5 separate regions of the Mus musculus genome follow, and all the other regions are linked to region 1. A link is a contact called in public HiChIP or PLAC-seq and promoter capture Hi-C data. All regions are on one chromosome and are shown on one strand. Each heading gives the region's core, a stretch centred on a gene start, on an enhancer-like site or on the middle of the called end of the contact. The rest is flanking DNA. Distances are from core to core; before and after follow the strand shown. Region 1 holds the start of Foxred2 (FAD-dependent oxidoreductase domain containing 2). Region 2 holds the start of Il2rb (interleukin 2 receptor, beta chain). Region 3 has its middle 10 kb from the start of Sstr3. Region 4 holds the start of Apol7a (apolipoprotein L 7a). Region 5 holds the start of Rbfox2 (RNA binding protein, fox-1 homolog (C. elegans) 2).

Region 1 (2,700 bases), core at 139-2,638:
TGCATGGGTTGCTGGCTATAAGCTAAGCTCACAGGCAGTATTCAACACCACAGGACCATGGCGAAGGCAATAGAGCCTGGCAAATCCTGTACGATAAATTGCTAGATTTCCCCAAACATACTCAGCCACAGCTTTGTAAGGACGCACCTTAAAAAAGTTTTGCTTGGCACTGAACCCCATTGGGAGCAAGAAGTAGCCCCTTTCTCATTCTCTCCAATCTCGAGGCCAATTCGGCTGTGTCCTGAGGCTCCTTACCTGCACTGGTAAACCTGGCCCTTCTGGTCCGTCAGAATGAAGTAATGGCCGTTCCAGGCTTGTGGATCCTTGTCCAGGGTCACATGGGTGATGTTTGTGTTGTATAACACATGGAGCCCCAGGCGCCGCGCGAAGTCACCCAGGTAGCGCACCATGTCGCTGGCGTCGGGGAAGTAAGCCTGCGAGTAGTGTCTGAAGAGCAGGTGTGGGTCGTCGCTGAGCAGCGAGTTCCAGTCGTGGCGGAGGTTGAACTCGGCGTTGGCCTTGCCCGTGTGCCGCTTGTTGATGCTGATGAGCTTGCGGTGGCGCGGGTAGCGAGTGAAGAAGCTGCCAGGTGCGGACTCGCGTTCGAATACCTCGTAGTCCCTGCCGGCTCGATGCAGGAAGGCGGCCATCTGCAGGCCCGCAGGACCGGCGCCCAGGACGCAGTAGTCCCGGTGCGGACGGGAACACACTGCCAGGTGCAAGGCTAGGGCCACCAGCAGCCCCGAGGGACCCATCCTGCAGCACAGTAGAGGAGAGGCCTCGCACCTCGTGGCTGGCAGCTGGTGACAGCCGGCTTTCCCGAGGAACGAGAAACCAGGCGCTTGAGCCTCCCAGGGATCTGGAGCGGGGCTAGTACTGAACCCCGGGACCTAGGGGCTCATCTATCCCGTCTCCATCTCTTTCAGGTAGGATCAAGGGCCCACAGGAATTCTGAATCCCCAGCTCATCTCCATAGTCCACTTTCCTAGGGTGTCAGACTCCCTTATTGTCATGGTAATTTCCACCCCAAAGGAGAGGCAGTTTCCCCAATTTCCACTCATTTTGGATGTGCCCTGCATTTTGGGAGGAGGTCTTCCCAGGTGGACCCTTCAGAGGTTCTGGTTGGTCTACCCACCTTTCACCCTGGGGGTGGGGGTACGGGACCCTGAAGGAGGTGTGGCTTCTAAGGCCCCGCCCCAGCCCCCCGGATCACGTGAGGATGCCCCAGCACACCTGCCGCGGTCTCCGCTATCCCGCACTGCTTCTGGCGCGTGCGCGGTCCCCAGGCTGAGCTTCCGACCCGCACGCTGCCGCCACCGGTAGCCCAGCGATGCTCCCACGACAGGCTGCAGTGGAGGGAAGCTACGGCTGACTCGCGCCACAGCGGCCACGCCCCTCCCCACTCCGGGCCAATAGCAGGGGGCGGGTCACGTGTGCCACGCGCAGCACGCCGGGACTGGTGGGGCGGCCGGGGCGCGAGTGGCGCACACGTGCTGTGAGCGCTGTTTCTGAGGGTAGAGGTGCCTTGGGGAACAGCAGGTCCATGATGGGACGCCTGGCCCTTCCTTTTGATTTGTACTAATCCTTGTGCCAGAAGATGAGAGATTTTTGGAGAAAACCTTGCCATTTATATCCCTTTATTACTGTAGAAGACTGAACCTAATTGGCCAGTCAATTTTGTGGGACTGAGGAGAGGCCAAGACAGATGAACCAATTATTGTCTTAGAGTCTTGATCGTTCAGTTGTACGAAGGGTGGCCAAGGGAAGCGATTCCCAGCACTTTGTAACTGACTCGTCAATACAAAGTGACAAGGTTTGCATAAAACAAAGATAAAGCTAAGTGGGTTTTGAGACAGCATAGTGGCTCACTCTTGTATGTCCAGCAATCGTGAGACTGAGACAAGAGGACTGTGTGAAATCCTGCTTCAAACTCCCCAACCCAGAGGCTCAAACTGCAATTCTGTGTAGGAAGGAGGATTTGAATATTCAGGCTAGCTCCCTAGACCAAGTTACTCACCTGGCTAATTAGAATACTGTGTGCCTTTTGGAGGAAAGGATAGCGACCTTCACAAGGCGATGCAGAAGCTGAGGGTTCTTAGGAAAAACATCTGGGAAGGACTTTACCAGCTTTGCGTGACTGTAGCTGCTTCCCATTAAAAAGGAGCCTTGCTCCTGGAAGCCTAATCGGAACCCCGCCCACTTGCAGCTTCCCTCATTTGCCCTTAGAAATTTACGTTTATGATTTTCCTGGTGAAAGAAAGCACACCCGGAATGCTGGTGTTTTCTTTAGAGCCTGCACTAAAGAAATCCGCCCTGGGGGCAGACATAAACTTTAGTTTATTGTCATTGTGGAGACCTCAGCCCACAGGTTTAGTTTGGAGCTATCCTGGGTAGACAAGGTATCTCACCGAAAATAAAGCCGAGCATTTCATAGATACTGTGGAGAGGATGGGCAGGCACCAAAAGGAACTAGAAAGTTGGTCTGCCTTTGGTGATGGAAATGGAATGATCAGGAGCCCCACGCCTGGCTAAGGTGCAGGATTCCCAGCCATTGATCTACAGCCCACAGCGCAGGGCTACAGGAGCTTCTTGTAGGTGGATTGGACCAAGGGATCTGGATTCTGGGCCACTCCTGAAGCCCAAGACATTTGTCACACTATTTTATGTTGTTTGCACTCTACATTAAAATCTCAGTCAGGG
Region 2 (2,700 bases), core at 78-2,577, 540 kb after region 1:
TCTGTCATCCCACAGACCCAGGCTGCTCTAACTGGGTCACCTGATTTCCAGTACAGTGGTGATGCTGACGGAGGAGGAGGGTCAGCCATGAGTGACAGTCGTGTCACACTCCCTGCGTCAGACTGACCCACACATGTCACAGAGAGGTCTCACAGCACAAGAGCAGGTTCTGTGACTGACTGCTCCTTCCCTATGGGAAGATCAGGGCCTAAAGCAGCCTGTTTCCCAGGATAAAGGTTCCAGTGCTGGGGCAGTCCAAGGCCTCACAGGTCTGTGAGGTACAGGGTCGACTGAGGGAGGACGGACGGCAAGCAAGAGCTTGTCTGTCAGATCTGGTGGCCTTTGACCTCAGAGATCCTTTCTCTGGCCACCTCTCCAGAGACACACACATTCACAAAGACACACACACACACACACACACACACACACACACCACTGTTCACCTCTTGCTGTTCAGTTCAGCTGAGGAGTGTGTGAAAGAAAGGGGACCTTCAAAGGTAGTTCTGCCTTCCTCAGCCACCCACCTTGGCCCTGAAGTACTGTAAACACAGCTAACGGTGGGAAGCTCCTACCTCAGGCAGCCTCGGAGACGGAGCCCCATGCCTGGCGATGTCCTTAACCTCTCTAGCCACTCGGTAATGTCAGAGACAAATCTAAGCTAGAACTCTACCTCTGACCTCCAGCCTAGGGCCCTCAGAAACCTGTCAATCAACATAGCTGACTGGACAGCCAGGTCCCAGGGGGAGATTCCTTCTCTCTTTCTCACTAAGGAGAATTCTCCAGGCTGAGATGAACTCCACAGGCGTCAGCGTTGAATCCCACCTGTCCCATACACGCCATGCCACCTCCCAATACTGACGAGCTACAAATCTTTTCCTCCACCCTTCTGGGCTAAGACATCCCCACACAGGATCCAGGGAAGTCCCTCCTAGCGAAAATGGCACACAGCTTCCCACAGAGTAGACTGGGAAGAAGCCACTGTGCCCTGACATTGGAAGGGGTTTATTCTTAAAGGAGAAACCATGACAGCCAGGCTACCCCCTTCCCCAGGGAATCCTAAGACAAGGTTAATCATCAAAGCCCAGATACAAACTACAAAGGGAACCAAGTTAGAGATGAGCGCCCCCTCCCAGCTCCCTGTCCCTTGGGAGGACCAGCAAGAGGTAGTGGGGTGCCCAGGGCTCCCAGGGGACCACACAGGGGCATCACCTGGCTGCAACATGGAGTTGTGTCGAGATGTTCCCTGCAGTCCTGCTGGAGGTTGGGTCCACGGCCATCTCCTGCTCCGCAGCTTAGGTAGCAGACAACAGCTAGGCCAGCAACAGACTGAAACCCAAGGCGAGCCCACTTCCTGTATAGAGGATGAGGGGCAAGGCCCAATGGGAGGTGGAGAGATGGGGGGTGATGAGGTAGCCTGAAACTCCACACACACCTAGCACTGATAAGATCTCCTCCTACGCCCAGGGGCAGCCACTGAATGTGGTGGCACACACGCTCACACAGTTACTGTGGTACAGGGACCTAGCTATGCACAGAACCTGAGGGGGCAGGCCCTTCTTTGCCTACTCTTCCCCGCTACATCTCACACATGCCACCCTAACACCATCGACTTCTGCTCACGCATGAGCACACACGCGCATGCACACACACACACACACACACACACACACACACACACACACATACATATGCTCACACCCTAACACCAAAGCCACCCACAGACACATCATCCCTCTAGGACCTAGAGTCTAGGTGTCCTCTTTGCTGATCTCCATTTTAGCCATCCCCCAGCCCCCGCTACATGCTGCCCTTTACTTCAGTCTCTGAGATGCCCTTTATTTAGGCTAGCATTCAAAGGTGACTGACTGGTTTTAAGGCTTGATAAGCAGTTTGATGGCCAATGAGTGGCCCTCCTATCACTTTCTTCCTTTCCGAGTTGTAAGTTCTAATCCTTCCTCTCTCGGTGAGATAGGGTGGCAGGGTTCAGTTCACGGCTTTTATTTTTAACAATGAAGTCACGAATTTCTCCGTAAATGAATGGGTGTTTATTTACATATTGTATCACAGGACCAGGGACTCCCCGTTTCTATCTCCCCTTCATCTTGGTTTTAATGCCAGGCTTGGGGAAATATGACAAGCTTCTGCCCTCTTGTGAAAAGAAGGGAGTTGTAAGAATTCTGTTCTCTGGACATAACAGCCATTACCATCTTCATCGGGGCAGCTGTAACTGCCACAAGAGAGCCACACGATTGGACCTGCTGATGTTCATCCCCTCACAAGAAGGGAAGAGAAGTAACAGGAACCCCTCCCCTGAGGTCCAGCTTTAGCGATGTGTAACTGAACTCAGGGGTACTTACACACTAGAGAGGATAGGTTAGCCAAAGAAGAAGTGACTCCATCTATACAACTATGGGGATGCCATCATCCATGCTCAGCTGTGACTTCCCAGTAACATAGTTGCTTGGGGGGGTGGTCACCCAAACTGATGTAAGCAACCCCTTACTCCATAAATGTGCACAAGAAACTCACTAGCTCACCAAGCTAGACTTCAGTGGAGCTGTTTCTTGCTCTGTCGTTGGTGCCCTGTCTGGGATATGGAGGGACGTATGCACACACACAAAATCCCCAGGACTCTGGGGATGCTGGAGAGTGAAATCAAGAACCCTAAAAAGAGAATTGAGACAAGCCAGGAAAGGAGGT
Region 3 (2,700 bases), core at 195-2,694, 600 kb after region 1:
TTAAAAGGATAGCTGGTGTAATGGCACACGTCTTTATTCCCAACCCTGAGAGGCACAGGCAGGAGAGAATCTCTGTGAGTTCAAGGCCAACCTGGTCTACAAAGGAAGTCCCAGGCCAGTTGTGTCCGTGCAGTGAGAACCTGCCTCAGAAAACAAAAAACAACAACAACAATAACAAAAACAACAAAAGAAGCCAAGACCTTGTATCTGACCAGTAGGAAAAAGTACTTCAAGGCCATCTCAAGAATTGGTCAGACCTCAGCCATTGGCAGTGTCTATACTGTTAATGTAATCTTCTAAAAGACTTTCCCAGAATTCCTTTCACCATGCTCATCAGCCACAGTCATGGTCCACAGAGACAGTGGCAGACCTTCTGTCGTTCATACGACGCTGGTTTTGCAGCCACAAAGAGTGGAAGGGTTGTAAGATCACGGAGGCAACCACGCAGATTCCAAAGAAAATCCTGGGAGGCTGGGGACGGGGTTGTGTCTGGGTCAGCCCCAAGAGTCCCCTCTTGTGTGAAACTGGGGAGAAAGGTGAAGATGCTGTGGAGACCAGGCCAAGCTGGAGATGCCAGAGACTTGGAAGAGCTGCCAAGGGAAACCATGAGCAGTGAGCAGAGCCAACCCAGGAAAGAGGCAGTGTGCATTAGAGCCAGCAAGGCCAGAGCAGTGAGATATGTGCCAGGACGTTCACATCATGACACCGTGTGCCCCAGATGCAAAACATGATATACAGGATTTGACATTTGACCTGTTGGGTCTTTGGCCTCACATCTTTCTGTTCTCCTGCTTAACCATGAGCTTTTCTACCAGTGCCTAAATTCCAGAAATAGACTCTGAGACTGAATTACTTCTTCTTCTTCTTTTTTTCCAAATGCAGATTAGCAGCATAGCTTTATTTTCTTCAGCAACAAACATTGAAGCACCAGACTAAATGGCCCCTAAGTGCCTGAGGATCAAGTCAGGAAAAAAATATTAGGCCCCCACATTTATGCAGTAGTTACTATTTCTAGAATCTTTTCCCTAGGGAAAAATATATTGCTTAGGAGGAGATGGAAATAAGGTCAGACATGGGTCCCCAGCCAGACTTAATGGGAAACCGGGGGCCCAAAAAGCTGTATGGTGTTTACCACTAGGGAAAGCTGGTCAAGAAAGTTGATGATGGAAATTCGGAGGAGTCGAGAATCTTCCGCGATCCAGCGTACCTCCAGCAGGCAGCCGCTCACTTTAAGCTCCTTCCCTACCAGTCCTCGGTGTGGTTCGACATCTGGAACTAGGGACCCACAGGCGATTTCTGCCTCCAAAGAGGTCGGGAAAGGCACGAAGAGGGCAAATCTACGATATCGGCTTCCAGGCCTTTGGGTTAAAGGCACGATGCTTTTGCTGGGATTTCGGGAGGCTTCCAGTGCTCTTCCAACAGGGTGCGCTCCACTGGGAATAACTGCCTTTGTGCCTGCATTACCAGGACAGCAGCGGCTAGTCGGACCGTAGGCGCCATCTGCAGTGTGGCTTAAACCTGTGTGTGCTGTCTGCATTTCTGCTGCTGTTCCTCCTTCCAACCCACCTTCACGTTACCAGCCCGCCGCCTCCGCCATTGCTGCGGCCCAGAACCCACCTTCGGAATTACTTCTTGAATTAATAAATGGCTAAGCCACAAGCTTGGGCTTGTTCCCCGACTAACTCGTAACTCAATTAACTGTTTATTCTATTTCATGAGTGCCACACGGCTGGCTACCTCTTCTCAGTTTCATAAATCTGTCTCCTCCGAGTTCAGGCAAATATCCTCCCACAGCAGACTCTATCCCAGAATCCTCTCTTCCTGCCAAGACTCCCACCTCCTACTTCCTGTCTAAGCTAATAGGCCAGTAGCTTTTTATTGACAGGTGATGCTCCCACCCAGTGCACGAAAGAGTCTCTCTACACCCTGTTCAACCCAAAAGAATAAGAGTGTTTACTGTGTGGTGTTATATACTTTTGAGTTTGTCAATTTGCCTGGACTCTCAGTTTCAGTTTGAACTTTTGATCAATATTAAAATTGTTGAGACGTTTGGAGAAAACCTCAGTGCAGTCCGGGGTATGAACAGGGCAGCCGTGTTGAGTAGACTGGTCGTCTTCTGCAACCGTCTTTATTTGGAGATTAAGTGTGATCTAAGGAAATGCATTAGGTGTCAAACTGACATGGGCTGGGACTGCAAAGGTGAATCTCAATTATCAAGTTGATTGAATTGAGAGACACCTAGGAAATTCATAAAGAACAGCCTGAGTGTGATCATTTCCAGAAACGACTAGATAATGGAGCCTCTGAGTTAACCACTGATTTAACCCCCCGAGAGTCTAATTTCAGACAGACTGTTGGGAAGTGGAACTGCGGAACGTACGGCGCAGGTCACTCAGACCGTGGTTCGGAAGGGTAAACCTTGGTCCTGGCTCTTTGTTCTTTATCCGTTTGCTGGCAGATTACAGAGATGAGCAAGCTCTGCTCCACCATGTCCTTCCTACATGGTGTTCCAGCCTCGCTACTGGCCTAAAAGGGAAGAATTGACCAACCACCAACCAAAGCCTTGGAAACAAGCCAAAGCAAATCTTTCTTCCCTTAAATGCTATATCTTGGCTAACTTGTCCCTGTGGAGGGATTACCAAGTAAGATCGAATTCACATCTTCCAAACCCAGTGTGGCTCTTCACCCTGGCTTTCTTGA
Region 4 (2,700 bases), core at 189-2,688, 560 kb before region 1:
CTGCCTGGTCCCTGCCGGGCCGTGGGCTGCCCTGGACTCCTGCTTGTCTCCATGACTCCTGGACCTTATCATATGTAAATACTAATGCAGAGAATGTCCTCATTCCTGTCAGTGCCTGCATTTGAGATTAACCTTATGCTATTTGTATAAGTAGATAACTGGGTTAAAGGACGTTCACATCTAAACACAGGCCGTGTGTGAGAGTGTTCACTCCTTGTTCTCACCAGTGATCAGGTGATTTTGCAGAGGGGTGGACCTCATAAAAACAGAAACAGAAACTGCACTGAGATTGCCTTGGGAGCTAAGGAAGAAGGAAAGAAACTGCGGTTAGCAGTATAGGGAAAAGGCGCCAGCCCCTCCTCCTGGGACCTGACTAAACGGAGAATGAATGTACGTGTTGCTATGGTGAGAGCTGAAGACAGTGGTGACTCAGTCTCAGAACCACTCTCCACCCTTCTAACCCATAACTCCCTTTTCTTGCCAAAGCTCTCCAAGTGTCCATGTAGCCTCGTCTGGCCTCACACGCACTGTGTAGGTTGAGAGAATCTTGAACTCCTAATCTTAGGCCTGCACCACCCAAGTGCCAGGATAGCAGCCGTGTCCCCCGACCCCCACCCCCTCGCTCAAGCTTTCCCATACTCACATGAAGTCAAAAGATGATAGGAAGAGAATCTTTTAAGAAACGGAAGAACAGGTCAGAGTCTGAGACATGGCATGTGTTCTGAAGTCCCCTCCCCAAAGGGAAACCAAAGTCAGCTCCTGAGGCCCAGACTCCTGTTCAATGCTGCTAACAGGGACTTGGGACTTTAGGGGACAGGGGTGGAGTCATCTCATCAGTAAAAAAAAGAAAATCATATAAATACAAAGATGCACTTTAAAGCTCACCCAGTGGCCAAAGAATTTACATGTTGGGAAGATGTCTATTGATCCTGCTCTTGGGGCACATCTCTGCTGTAGCTGTCAGGTTGCAGGATGTGGAGTTTTATAGGACAGTCACAACACCCTGCCAGGCCTGTCGGATGCCCAGGTGGGGCCACACATCCATATCTCAAGCAGGCAGCAGAGTGAGCAGAGGAAACCTTGTGCAGGGGTCTGAGGCGAAGCTCAGACTAGCTCGCTTGTAAGGCCAGAGTGGGGTAGGGGGAACTGACCATCTGTCCTCATCAGGGTTCTCTAGAGCAACAGAGCTTACAGAAGGCGCCTCTCTCTGTATATAGAATCTCTGTATATAGAGTTAATATAGATTCATGAATTAGAATGACTCACAGACTCTGGTTTAGCTAGTCCAACAAAGGCTGTCTACGCATGGCAGGTTGGAGACTCCCGTAGCTGCTCAGTCCACAGGGCTGGATGTCTCAGCTGGTTTTTAGTACACTCTGGAATCCTAGTGCCATTGTAGAAACGGACTTGCTAGTGAGGTGCGGCAAGCCGGCAAGAGCAAAAGCTTCCTTCTTCCAGTCTTTATGTAAGCTTCCAGCAGGTGTGGCCCAGATTAGAGGCTGGCCTTACCTTCTCAGTTGGTCTGTCCTAACAGCCATCATAGCACCGAAACAGAGTCCACAGCACACATGGGTGCTGCGCCACCTAGAGGCAAAAACTGTTAGGACACAAAAACTTTTGGAAATGTGTGTAATGAACTTTGAAATACACAGCTGTATGGAGCTAAGTGTGATCGGGAACTGTGTGCGTGCCTGCGTATAGGTTCACTGTGTTAGCATGTTGTTTAAACTGGTTCAAGGAATACCGAATGGCTGAGAAGCACCTGAAAAAATGTTCAACATCCTTAATCATCAGGGAAATGCAAATCAAAACAACCCTGAGATTCCACCTCACACCAGTCAGAATGGCTAAGATCAAAAATTCAGGTGACAGCAGATGCTGGCGAGGATGTGAAGAAAGAGGAACACTCCTCCATTGTTGGTGGAATTGCAAGCTTGTACAACCACTCTGGAAATCAGTCTGGCGGTTCCTCAGAAAATTGGACATAGTACTACTGGAGGATCCCGAAATACCTCTCCTGGGCATATATCCAGAAGATGTTCCAACCGGTAAGAAGGACACATGCTCTTCTATGTTCATAGCAGCCTTATTTATAATAGCCAGAAGCTGGAAAGAACCCAGATGCCCCTCAACAGAGGAATGGATACAGAAAATGTGGTACATTTATACAATGGAATACTACTCAGCTATTAAAAAGAATAAATTTATGAAATTCCTAGGCAAATGGATGGACCTAGAGGGCATCATCCTGAGTGAGGTAACCCAATCACAAAGGAACTCACACAATATGTACTCACTGATAAGTGGATATTAGCCCAGAAACTTAGGATACCCAAGATATAAGATACAATTTGCTAAATGCATGAAACTCAAGAACAACGAAGACCAAAGTGTGGACACTTTGCCCCTTCTTAGAATTGGGAACAAAACACCCATGGAAGGAGTTACAGAGACAAAGTTTGGAGCTGTGACAAAAGGATGGACCATCTAGAGACTGCCATATCTGGGGATCCATCCCATAATCAGCTTCCAAACGCTGACACCATTGCATACACTAGCAAGATTTTGTTGAAAGGACCCATATATAGCTGTCTCTTCTGAGACTATGCCAGGGCCTAGCAAACACAGAAGTGGATGCTCACAGTCAGCTATTGGATGGATCACAGGGCCCCCAATGGAGGAGCTAGAGAAAGTACCCAA
Region 5 (2,700 bases), core at 154-2,653, 650 kb before region 1:
GTCATTTCCCACCCTCAACAATCAAGCTAACACTGGAGGCCACAACTCAGAAACCAGTCTCCTAACAGCCCTATAAATTTTCTTTTCTACCTCAGGATACTAAGGAGTTTACTCCGCATCCTACGAACGTAGGATGCAATGGGTAAAGCACAGGCGGGATCTGCCTGGTGTCTCTCTCCAGACTTAATAACATGCTGCACAAAACTGAGACAGAGCATCACACTACCAAACTCCGCGGACTTCTCAAGACTGCTCGAGTAACTGATTGAACCCACAAGCTAAGCCACATCCCCTTTCGGGCTCGCTCTCTCTCCAGGAGTTGGCTGGCTTTTCAGTCTGTTCTCCACATGCCGTTCCCCCTTTCCTCATCCCAGTGTAAACCAAAAGGCGCCCTTCTTCTCCGGAGCTTTCCCACCACCAGCTTCCCTCGCTCTCAGCTCGGCCCAACAGCTCTCCTCTGGACAAATCGACCCAAGAACCCTCAACTTCTCAACAAACTGAGCACAGGCTTAAGAAATGGACTGCATCCCGATCCTGTTCAATCCCAACTCCAAAAGGAAAAAAAAAAAAATCCCACTCCCTCGCGCTGCCTCCGGGGCCCCTCCAGCCCCTGCACCCGGCCCCAAGCCCACTCTCCAGCCAGGCCCACCCGGCGCCCGGAGGCCCGAGCCCGCCGCGGCCCTCCGTAACCGGGCGCCCGTCCCGCGCGGTCACCTGCATCCCGCCGTCGGCCGCCTCCTCTGTGCGTGGCCGCTTGCTCAGGCCGGGCTCGGGTCCGTCTGCCCCCGCTCCGGGCACCGGCAACTCCACCTCCGACTCCCGCTTCATGCCCCGGGCGGCAGCGCCGGGCCCGAGCTGAGGCGGCTGCTGCTGCGCCTGGCCGCCTTCCGCCATCCGCCCGCGCCCCCTTCGCCACCGGGAGCCGGGCGACCCGCGACAGGCCACCTCCCCCTGGGCCTCGGTGCCGACAGTCGCGACAGGCGGGCGCGCGCCGGCCCCGCCCCCCGCGTGCGTGTGTGCGTGCGCGTCGGTCCGGAGCCCGGCTTCGGCTTCGGCTTCACTACCGCTCCGACTCAGGTTATGGCTCCGGCTTCGGCTTCGGCCCCGGCTCCGGCTTCTGCTCCGGCTTCGCGCCGGCCGCTCGCTCGCTCTCTCACTCGCACGCGCGTGCGCCGATCCCTCGGTCCCTTGGTCCTTCAGTCCCGCGCTCCCTCACCACTCGCCAGCCGTGCGGGGAAGGGGACGGCCTGGGCTCCCAGCTTGGGGAGGGCTGTTTATTTGGGAGGAGGAGGAGCGCGAGGCCGCAGCGAGCTGACTGGTCGGGATCCTCCGTCCCGCCACTGTGGCAGCGCCGGGAAGGCGGGGAGAGAGAAAGGAGAGAAGGAGGGAGGAACCTGGATGTGTGGGACTCGGGCCGCCCGCGCGAGAGGAGGCTGTAGTGAGGGGGCGTGGCTACGCCCCTCGGCAATCTCCGTCGCCTCCGCGCGGGCCGCCCGCGGGAGGCCGGGAAGGACTCGGAAAAGCTCGGGAAGCTCGGGGATGCTCTGGGAAGCATGGAGAGAGAAGGGGCCGCCTCTTTTAAGGCGGTGGCCGGGGGGCGGAGCTTGAAGGGCAGGAGTTCGGGGGAGCAACTTGGACTAGTTGCACTAGTGAGAAGTGATGACCTGATCTCTCTCATCTGGCTTCCTGGGATTTAGGGAAGCAGAGGGGCGCTCTGCGAGAGGAAGGTCCCTTTGCCTCCTTCCTCTCCAGCCCAAGACCTGGGAAGTCCAGGAGTGATGGCTCCCATATAAACTTTTCTGAGAAATGGTGCTATGAAGCGAATAATTGCATCTCTAATGATGTCAATATTTCTGATGTTGCCAGGCATGGCGGTGGTGCACACCTTTAGTCCTAGGAAGTAGGAAGCAAAGACAGGAGTATCTCTGAGTTCGAAGCCAACCTGGTCTATCTGCATAGTGAGTTCCAGGATAGCCCTACACAGAAAAACTGTCTCTAATAATAGTAATAAATAACGCCTGGTGTTTTTTTAAGAGCTTTACGTTTACATAGGGCATTTACGGAACCATTTTGAGCCTGACAGTAGAAAACATGGTTTTAATCCAATGGATGGACCTGAATTTGTTCAAGTCCTGAAGCAGAAATATGTGGCCAGTCAAGATGGCAATCTCTTGGTTTTACTCCTTGCTGCCTGAATAGCCCTTCCTAGCTTATCAGCTTTGTGCAGTTAGGTCTGTCCGGTAGGTTTTCTCCACCTGATTGTAAATAGAAACTGCTTCTGCCTCTCAGGGTTCCATACTGTGACATGGAAAGGGATATTGTGCAATAACCTAGCTTCTAGCCTTACCCTTGCTTGCTACTTTAAACAAGTGAGTTTTTCTCTTTGGATCCCAACTGCAGTATCTGAAATAATCCTTTGGATCAGTGGTTCCCAGCCAAGAAAAAGTTTCAGACCCTTTCAGCATCTCCCACTTCCGTATTTGTCATATGGTAAATTTTGTTCTTCACAAATGGAGACTATACTGGCATTTACTGAATAGAAGCTTTGAATGTTATTCAGAACTCTACAGTGCAGAGAACAATCCCTGCAAGAGAGACTTGTCCAAACCAGAATGCCAATAGTTCAGAGATTGAGAAACCCCAGGTCAGGTGATGTCTAAGGTTACTTGCAACCAGTCTGTGACTTGACCTTTGAACTTG

The links. Promoter capture Hi-C pulls out the DNA fragments that hold promoters and counts their contacts. HiChIP or PLAC-seq counts read pairs in DNA pulled down with a chosen protein or histone mark.
Region 2: a promoter capture Hi-C map of the C10 cell line shows a contact between it and region 1. The contact joins the promoter of Il2rb here to the promoter of Foxred2 in region 1.
Region 3: an H3K27ac HiChIP or PLAC-seq map of embryonic stem cells shows a contact between it and region 1, with 2.6 times the contacts expected there. The contact joins the enhancer-like site here to the promoter of Foxred2 in region 1. A contact is called at or near these places in 14 of 39 promoter capture datasets (the 3T3-L1 cell line, 3T3-L1-derived adipocytes, the C10 cell line and 8 more), 3 of 115 datasets of contacts at active chromatin or transcription factors (effector CD8 T cells, embryonic stem cells and forebrain) and 2 of 9 other capture datasets (adipose tissue and embryonic stem cells).
Region 4: a promoter capture Hi-C map of embryonic stem cells shows a contact between it and region 1, with 2.3 times the contacts expected there. The contact joins the promoter of Apol7a here to the promoter of Foxred2 in region 1.
Region 5: a FOXA1 HiChIP or PLAC-seq map of pancreatic cancer cells shows a contact between it and region 1. The contact joins the promoter of Rbfox2 here to the promoter of Foxred2 in region 1. A contact is called at or near these places in 1 of 39 promoter capture datasets (cranial neural crest) and 1 of 115 datasets of contacts at active chromatin or transcription factors (pancreatic cancer cells).

What each region holds. Positions count from the first base shown.
Region 1 is chr15:77,955,334-77,958,033 of GRCm38.p6, forward strand. Foxred2 (FAD-dependent oxidoreductase domain containing 2) reads right to left here and starts at 1,389. Exons shown (of 9, transcript NM_001017983.2): 1 at 1,234-1,389; 2 at 256-756. The coding sequence starts at 755.
Region 2 is chr15:78,493,739-78,496,438 of GRCm38.p6, forward strand. Il2rb (interleukin 2 receptor, beta chain) reads right to left here and starts at 1,328. Exons shown (of 10, transcript NM_008368.4): 1 at 1,210-1,328.
Region 3 is chr15:78,553,312-78,556,011 of GRCm38.p6, forward strand. It overlaps the pseudogene Gm6723. Among named protein-coding and RNA genes, the nearest start is that of Sstr3, 10 kb to the left of the region's middle. Within about 2 kb of position 1,445, at least 29 of the 459 cell types and tissues checked have an H3K27ac peak or open chromatin away from gene starts, as enhancers often do. A contact at or near this core is called in adipose tissue and embryonic stem cells, where this site is marked.
Region 4 is chr15:77,397,672-77,400,371 of GRCm38.p6, forward strand. Apol7a (apolipoprotein L 7a) reads right to left here and starts at 1,439. Exons shown (of 5, transcript NM_001164640.1): 1 at 1,267-1,439.
Region 5 is chr15:77,305,650-77,308,349 of GRCm38.p6, forward strand. It overlaps Rbfox2 (RNA binding protein, fox-1 homolog (C. elegans) 2), which reads right to left and starts at 1,404. Exons shown (of 14, transcript NM_053104.6): 1 at 715-1,404. The coding sequence starts at 894.